Regions from separate parts of the Mus musculus genome. Here region 1 is linked to region 2. Evidence: chromatin contacts called from public HiChIP or PLAC-seq data. All regions are on one chromosome and are shown on one strand. Each heading gives the region's core, a stretch centred on a gene start, on an enhancer-like site or on the middle of the called end of the contact. The rest is flanking DNA. Distances are from core to core; before and after follow the strand shown.

What was found. HiChIP or PLAC-seq counts read pairs in DNA pulled down with a chosen protein or histone mark.
Region 1: a contact with region 2 is called in an H3K27ac HiChIP or PLAC-seq map of embryonic stem cells, with 6 times the contacts expected there. The contact joins the promoter of Ifngr2 here to the promoter of Hunk in region 2. A contact is called at or near these places in 2 of 39 promoter capture datasets (hippocampal neurons and pre-B cells) and 1 of 115 datasets of contacts at active chromatin or transcription factors (embryonic stem cells).

Annotation. Positions count from the first base shown.
Region 1 is chr16:91,545,437-91,549,851 of GRCm38.p6, forward strand. It overlaps Ifngr2 (interferon gamma receptor 2), which reads left to right and starts at 1,623. Exons shown (of 7, transcript NM_008338.4): 1 at 1,623-1,796. The coding sequence starts at 1,727.
Region 2 is chr16:90,383,919-90,388,144 of GRCm38.p6, forward strand. It overlaps Hunk (hormonally upregulated Neu-associated kinase), which reads left to right and starts at 2,479. Exons shown (of 11, transcript NM_015755.2): 1 at 2,479-2,798. The coding sequence starts at 2,538.

The DNA.
Region 1 (4,415 bases), core at 373-2,872, 1.2 Mb after region 2:
GTCTTTGCTCTCATGGTTTTGGAAGATGCAAATAAAACACCCTAAGGTTTAGTCTTTTGCTGTGTCCACAATAAGCCTACCTCCAAAGGGGAGAAGCAATGGGGAGGTAAGAGAGAGAACACAGAAATGGCGGCACACAGCACAATCAAAGCAGTTGCTCAGAGGGACAGACAGAGCCAGGAGTGCTACACACACAGGAAATGCCAGACCGGAGTTCCTGTTATCTTCCGCTGCCAGCTGCCAGATCTCAACAGAAGACTCAGCTATCAACGACATCAGGGTTCCTCTAGGCAGGAAGGGCAAGAGAGTGGATGCCAGCACCTAGCTGGCCTTGCCCTGACAAAGTTGCCTTGGGGAAAGGAGAGAAACGCTTGTCTTTGGGGGGTTGTATGCTTGAGGCATGGGGTACAGATCCAGGGAATATGCCCTTAGCACTGTGCTGAGGGAGGGAGATTCTAGACAGGGGTGTGGTAGGGAGTGGGGTGAGGCAGTAGTAGCACTTCCAAAGGCTTACCATTTGGGGTCAAGACCACAGGCTGAAAAGCTTAGTGATCACAGGTCCTTCGTGGCTTTAGCTGAGTCCTTTTCCTTACCCTGTCTCATAAAAATAAAACATGCCGGGGGCAGGGCACGGGGCACTCAGAGGGGTATACTTATAATCCACAGCCTGTGTGGTTAGGTTTTCTCTCCTCTGCGGTTTTCAACACGTCCTGTTGAGAGGATCCCCACAGCCCTCCTCTTCTCCTTGGCATGTAAGTACATTTCTGGGTCTTGAAATTCTCAAGTCATAGTTCAAATTTTTGCTAGATAATTTCATCACGTATTTTTATAACAGGCCAACTTCTGGAGCCACAGGCACAAGGGAAGGGTTTGGGGGCCCACGACTAACCCCTGAGAGGTAGAGATGTGAGGATCTGTGAAGTTCAAGGCCAGCTTCAACTACAGTTTAAAGTGGCTTCCTAAGACTGAGGCCTCAGCGGTTAGGAGCAATAGCTGCGGTTCGATGACCCCTTTCTTTGACTCTTGTCTCCCTCTAACCATTCCTTTCGTTGCCCCCTTTTTTGTGGCCGAGGTGTGAACGTCTCTGCCAACAGGCTGGCCACTGGGGAAGGCTCAGGCTGGGAGCCTATCCCTGCCCTGCTCTGGGGTCACTTCCTCGTAGCTTCACAGCCACAGAGGGCCAAACCCACAGACTATTAAGCAACCAGTACAGTTCCTCTAGCTTTTCTTCCTCTGTGACACCACGGCCTAGAGGGTCCTCTCTGCTATACCCTTAAGTAGCCCTTTGCTTAAAAGGATTCAAAGCTTAGCACGATCTTTCCGGTCATTAAAGAGAACAGAATTCAAAATAAATGGGTCCTTAAATCGTACGTGGCGGGAGTCCGAAGTGGGGTGGGGTAGGGTGGGGATGGGTGTCCACGGGTCTCTCCAGAAGGATGGTACTAGAGATCTCTGGCCACACATTGGAGGTCGGCTCGGCGAGGTGTGGCCGGAGTCACCGGGGCTGTGTGCTGGGCTGCGGGGGCCGCGGTTCCCGGGAACACCGGGGAAAGTCCCCACGGGCCGGGCGGGGGCGGGGCCGGGCGCGGTGGGGGCGGGGCGGGACGCAGGCGGGGCGAGGCGGCTCTGCGGCTAGGCTGGGGAAGAGGCGGGCGCTCGGCTCGCCATGGCCGCTGCGGTGCGAGTCTGAGCGGCGTCCACCCCGCGGTCCCGGGCCGCCCGGGCCATGCGGCCTTTGCCACTGTGGCTGCCGTCGCTGCTGCTCTGTGGGCTCGGTGCCGCGGCGTCCTCGCCAGGTAAGCGCGACCCAGGAGACCCCCCACCCCACCCCCGACTCCTCGGGCTCTCCTGGGTGTCGCGTCCGCGCGTGGGTGGCTCCGGGAGCTTGCACCCGGCACAGGGTGGGGTTCTGCAGTCGTTCCCGATCTGCGGGTGACCGCGATCGGACGGGGCACCGACCAGGAGGAATCTGCAAGAGGGAGCTGCAGTGAGTGTAGCGTGGACCACGGGGAATTCCAGGCCTGGAGGTGGAGAGCCCAGTTCGTCTTTGGCTCCTTGGTGCCAGGGAGATCAGCTGACGGGCAGGACCAGTATTTGTCTGGGCAGCCTATAAAATCCTCGTACTCAGTTCCTCGGGATCTTATAGATGGGGAGCAGAAATGCCTGTGTCCCCTCCAGTGTATGGGGACAGAGGGTCAGCTGAGGCACACTTTTAATCTCAGCTCTATCCTACTCCGCCCACACAGCCCTTTACCGGGGTTCAACTTCCCACTTTTGTCACCAACCTGACTGTATTTATGAGCCAGTCATCAAAACCAACAAAAGAAAGACATCACTAACCAAGAACATTCTTCCTACGTGATTATATTTTGCTGGGTTCTTTCCCGTGCAGAGATCATATCAAAGCTTGGATATCTGGAGTCCACAGTGGTAGTGGGGTGCACCCTTGTGAAAACACAGAACTCAGGATGAGAAAAAGGGGTCCTGAAGTTTCTGGCCGGCCGGGCCGGCTTGGTTTACTCAGTGGGTCTTGCTGTTGTTGTTTATTTTGTTTTTTTTATAGTTTGGCCATTAGTTAAATAAGCCTACGAATTGGGACGTTCCCTCCCATTGGAAGTGGTGTTGAGGAGTTAGTTGGTCCTCTGTCAGCATCCCTGCAAAGGCCCTTAAGTTCCCTTTCTCCTTAAGGGCAGAGGAGCACAGGAGGATGAGTGGGTTACGCAGTTAACTTGTTCTCCTGGAGTCAGACAAAGACTTTAAACCCTGGCTCTGATGTTCCCCATTTTGCCTTGAGCAATCTGTGTCTGACACACCCACACACACAGGTCTCCTTTGGAGGAGAGCCTGCGATTGTCTGAGATGTCTGTGAACTATGTGTTCAGAAGTTGATAGGCGTATTTAGAAACTTTACAACAGACATTTTTCTAATGATTAACTTTTTATTATGCTCCACAAAAGTCGTGGTCTGTGGCTCATTAACAACAAATTGGATCCTTAGATATTTTGAAAATGGTAGCCTTTTGTAAATTTCTTAGACTCTCATGCCACTCTTAACGCGAAATTTTCACACTTTTTTTTTAAAAGAAAAACTAGGATATGTTTAAAAGAAACCCTTTTAGTCACAGTGCAGAGTGAAAATATTGACATTGTTCTTGCGGCCAACAGGTAATGAGAAGATTCCCATAACTGTTCCATAGGTTATGAATGGCCCTCAGGAATCATAAAATTGCTTTTAACAACATATTCATGTTTTGCCTGCATGTCTATGTATGTCTATGCACCACTTGAGTTCCTGGTGCTTACGGAAGCCAAAAGAGGCCATCATATCTCCCAGAACTGGAGCTATAAATAGTTCTGAGCTGCCCTGCTGGGGCTAGAACTCTAATAGAGTAGCAAGTGCCCTTAACCACCGGGCCATCTCACAGCCCCGGAAACAAGGCTTTGAAAGGAACATTTGTAAAACGCTCCAGGGAGTCAAGGCTAGCATATCAATACTGTACCCCAAACAGGCTGGAGTTACTCTCTGTTGCTTTGTTAGGTGGCAGCCATTTGCTGTAGATCATAAAAACAAAACAAAAAAGAATAATTGATAGCATGAGACTCTTTAGTTATTCAGTTTCCTGCACAGAAGGATCAAGGCTTCTGCTTGTAGCCATGGCTGCTCTTTGTACTGTGGAGTAGCCGTGTGTGAGCATGTGAGTGTGTGCGTGTATGTGTGTGTCTGTGTGTATGTCTCTCTGTATGCAACTCTATGTGTGTGTGTCTCTATGTGTCTGTGTGTGCATGTGTGTCTCTGTGTGTAACTCTGTGTGTCTCTATGTATCTGTATGTGTGTCTGTGAGTGTATGTGTGCATGTGTGTCTCTGTGTGTGTAACTGTGTGTGTGTCTATGTGTCTGTGAGTGTATATGTGTGTGTGTGTCTCTGTGTCTGTGTGTAACTCTGTGTGTGTGTGTGTGTCTATGTATCTGTGTATGTGTGTATGTGTGTGTTTGAAGGAATATCCAAACCAATGGGTGTTAGGGAATTTCCTGTTTGGGTGTTGTCTCTTCAGGTGGAACTGTCTTGTAATTGGATAGGTGATAATCCTAGCTCCCATTTATTGAGACAAGCTGCTAAGGGCTGTGTGTATTTTCTCTCTCTCTCTCTCTCTTTTGTTTTTGTTTTTGTTTTTGTTTTTCGTGACAGCGTTTCTCTGTATATCCCTGGCTGTCATGGAACTCACTTTGTAGATCAGGCTGGCCTCGAACTCAGAAATCCACCTGCCTCTATTTTCTCTCTTTTAATCTTCATATTTTACTGCCAGGAAGAGACAAATGATCTAGGGAGAAAAAAAAAACCCACTTGCTGTGGGGATTTACTAAAAAGAATCACTTCCTGGTTCTGACTGAAGGGTGAGGACTGTTTATTTCCCTG
Region 2 (4,226 bases), core at 1,229-3,728:
GGTCCTCTGGAAGAGCTGTGTATGCTCTTAACCATTGAGCCATCTCTCTATTCCAAAGACAGATAACCTGTAACGCCTAGAGGAACCCTACAAGCTTGCAGGGGGTGGGTTGGGGGTTAGTAGAGGCTCTTCAATGGCAGGTGACTGGTCCTCTGCCCTGTACTTCTAGAATTCCTCCTGGGAGAGTGATCCAGTATCTCGTGTGCTTATTCGTCTTATGAAATGAAGCTCTGGCCTTATTGAGCAAGGCCACTTTAGACAGTAGAAACTGTAATTCAAAAACCAGTTACTAAGCTCAGGCAGGGGTAGGATTTGAACTTCTCTTTCCCTTTGGCATCCATCCCAGCCAATAGAATCAGCAGTGTGCTTGGACCAGACCCAGATAGCAGGAGGCTTGAAGATTTAAGGGGCCTGTGTTTTCTCTCTTCTTCACCCATTTCCTGACCTCTACCCTGGGAGGGTATAATCAAAACATTAAGAGGAAAGAAAGTCACTATTTTATCATAAGTGACTTCCACTACTTATGAAGCACCGTCCCCTGCCTTCCCCCCACCCTCCCCCTCCTCCCCCTTAAACGATGAGTACTCTCTGGGATTTGCCTTAAATTGCAACAAATGAATCTCTAAATTTTCACAAAGAGCTAATTTCCTAAAATTTAATTAATGCAATATTGGGAAACTTTAAATCCTTTCCTGAAGGAAATGGGCTTCACCCCCAAAATGGGCTTTATTCTCCCCACACTTTGAACCTAGCATCTTCTCCCTCTCCCCACTTCCTGCCTTTAAAAAATTCAATTACTGAATTAGAAACGTGAAAATGTTTGGATGAGCCCTGCAGAAACTGTAGGAGCTAAGGCGTCCCTCAAGTACAGCAAGAAAGCAGTGGAAAGCTTGTCTTTAACGTAGGAAATCCAGAGCAATGAGACCCCAACCCAAGACAAGACTAGACTCGGTCATAATAGCAAGGGTGGAGACTCACAGCTTATGCGTGGTTCAAACCAACAGATGCCTGAACTTGAAAAACGGTCATTTTGGGGGTTACTTTCTAGATAGGCCAGGAAAGGGATCTTCCCCGCCCCAAGACTGGATGGGTGACAGCTGTGTCCCCTCCCCCACCTCAGAGCATAAATGTGGATCGATGATGTCATAACTGTTTACTGCGGGGTAAACAATGAAATGAACTTTGTTAGGACCGAATCCTCCCTTTGAGCTCAGATGATGTGTGATCAGAGGTTAAATTTGCATTAGACGCGGGCACCTCAACAGGTCGCATTTTGGAAAGCCCTCTCCGCATCCTTTTTGTGTGTGTGTGTCTCTCATTTCGCTTCAGGAATATATTGGGGATCCTGGAGAATAATGGGTAGGTGTCTCAGGCTGTTTATGTTTATTGTTTAGGTGAAATCAGTGCACTCACAGAGCCCGCAGAATAAAAGCATTCAGGAGCAGTGAGGCTCCGGTCCGGTCCGGTCCGGCTCACCCTGCAATACATCATCTCTAAGGAAAGCAGAGAGGGGGCAAACGAACGCGCACAAGCAGCAAACGCCCTGGTTCCTACGCTGCCGCCACTACTGTTAGCTGTGGCGGCTGCTTCTCCACGGACAACAGCAATCGAGTATGTGTGCGAGCCCCGACACATAGCCTGCTAGGTACCCACCCACCCATCTTCCATAGTCCCTACTGTGTGCCAGGTTCTGGGTTGGGTATCCAACTCTGCTACAGTCCAAAGCTTCTCTTTCTCTTTCCCCTGCCTATGGTGGGTGCTGTTGGTGAGGACATTCACTCTCGAAAGGGCCAGAAAGCTCAAGCTCAGAACCTGCGCGATCCGCACCCCGGGAGGCAGCAGGTCTTGGGCAGCCCAGGAGCGCGCGTCTACGCGGCCGCGCGGGGTCCCCCTGTCTGGCGCTCAGGTGGCTTCGCCGCCCACTCCGCCGCTCCCTTCCCCTCCCCTCTCCAGCGAGGGTCGAGTTCGGCTGTTGCGCGCGGGGAAGGAAGGAGGGGCTACGAGGGATTTGAAAGTGCTCAAGCTGCGGAGTGGAGCTCGCTTCTGTCCCCGCCGCCCGCGAGCGGATTAAATTTCTGCAAATTCAAACTGAATGGGGCTTTCTTCTGCTGCCTTCCAGAGGGCGCCTGCAGCCCGCCGCGCGCTCCTCTCCGGCGGGAGCGGCCCCGGGGAGCACCGCTGAGGACCCGGCGGGCCAGAGGGCGGCGGCGCCCGGGCTTGGGGGACTCCGCCACCGGACTGTGCCCCTCTCGGACCAGCAGCCGCTGTTCCCTCTCACAGCCGATCGGGGCACCAGACGGGACCGCGGGCGCGATCTGGGCGATCGATCCTCGGAGGACGAACTTCTCGGGGGCGGGTCCCCGGTCGCCCGGTCGCCAGCTATTGTCTGCGCGCGGCGCTAGCACAGAGGCGCGGGGGGCGTGAGCACAGAGACCCGGGCCGGGCGGGGCCGGGTCCAGGGCGGCGGCAGGAGGAGCCAGGGCAGCCCCGGGAGCCGGAGGAGGAGCGGCTGCGAGCGCGGGAGCCGAGCGAGCGCGATGCCGGCAGCGGCGGGGGACGGGCTCTTGGGCGAGCCGGCGGCACCGGGGGGCGATGGAGGCGCGGAGGACACGACCAGGCCGGCGGCGGCCTGCGAGGGAAGTTTCCTGCCCGCCTGGGTGAGCGGCGTGTCCCGCGAGCGGCTCCGGGACTTCCAGCACCACAAGCGCGTGGGCAACTACCTCATCGGCAGCAGGAAGCTGGGAGAGGGCTCCTTCGCCAAGGTGCGCGAGGGGCTGCACGTGCTGACGGGAGAAAAGGTGAGCTGGGGTGCGCGGGCCTGGCGGGAGGACCCGGGAGCACTGTCCCGCGAGCACTCAGCCTGGCTCTCCAACCCAGTGTGGCTAGACGCACGCTCAGGCTCTCCTAGTGGGCCACCGGGCACCTACTGATGGATGATGGTGGTGATGGGCTCACGTTCGTGGGGTGGGGTACCCGGGCAGATAGATGTACCCGCGAAGCTACCCCGCACCGTCTTTCTGTTTTGTTTTGGAAGGGTGCCGCCTGGCGGACGCCAGGGAAGGGAGGGGAGAGGTGGCGGTGGAGGGTCCTGCGGTAGGGGCATGGATCAGTGCAGAGGCGGGAACTAGATCCAGGCTGGGGTTCAGCTTTGCCTGTGGAATGTGCGGCGGCGGGAGAGCAAGGCAGCCAGTCTGAGGTTGCTTAGAGTTTCATCCCTCCTGGGCTCAGGCGAGGACGTGGAGGGGAGTTGGGGCCCTGTAAGCTCCCCTCTCCCCCCGTGTGGGCTGGGGCAACTGTTGGAGTAACGATCCTGCTTTTGGCAGGTGCAGAACTACACAGGCCCTGGACTCTAGAAGTTTGCAGATACCTTTTCATCTTTCTAGAAGACAGTAAAGGAAAGGGGCCCCTCCCCCACACCCGGAGGGACTCTACTTCGACCTAATTAGAAGTGAGAGAGTGAACTCTTGCCAGGCCGGGTGCGGGCAGATCTCAGGTGTTAACTTAGATTTGTGAAAAGAAACCCAAGAAGCTGACTTACTTTTGAGGCTGGGTGGCCTCAGGCAGGGAATTGCTCTGGGCTGCCAAACTGGTATCTTTGTAGGGACCCAATACTCTAATCACCCAGGCTGGGGGTTGTCCGCGCGGGCGGAGGAGGGGAACTCAGCCGGTCCTAGCAGCAAATAGCCCAAGGGCCAAGCCCTCGGGCCTGCTGCTCTGGGTTTCCTTGCCCAGCCTAGGGGTTTGTGACAGTGATGAACTGTGAGAAGTCTGGTGACAGGCCAGGGCCACCACACTAGTCATTTTCTAGCCTCTGGATACCTTTGATTTCCTCTTGGTTTCTGTTGTCCTGGAAACCCCTACATTTGAGCACTGGGTTCCATCACCCTTTGACTTTATCTTCTTTTTCTGTAGCCATTCCAAGTGGGGTGCCCCTTTATACTGGGTAAGCAGGGTTAGACCGAGCAGTCATTTTCAAGTGTCTCTTGCCCGAATTTCCAAGCAAAAAAAAAAAAAAAAAAAAAAAAAACACCCACAAAAAACAAAAAAACAAAAACAAAAACAAAAAACAAACAAACAAAAAAAACCCAGCATTCAGTATGAACTCACATTAGCTCTTCAAAGGAGAAACTCTTTAGACCCGTCCTAGTTGTTCTCAGTGGAGTAAGGGAATATTTATTTACTTTTTGGTGCGCAGTGGGCTGTCTGCCGGACACACATCAGTGATG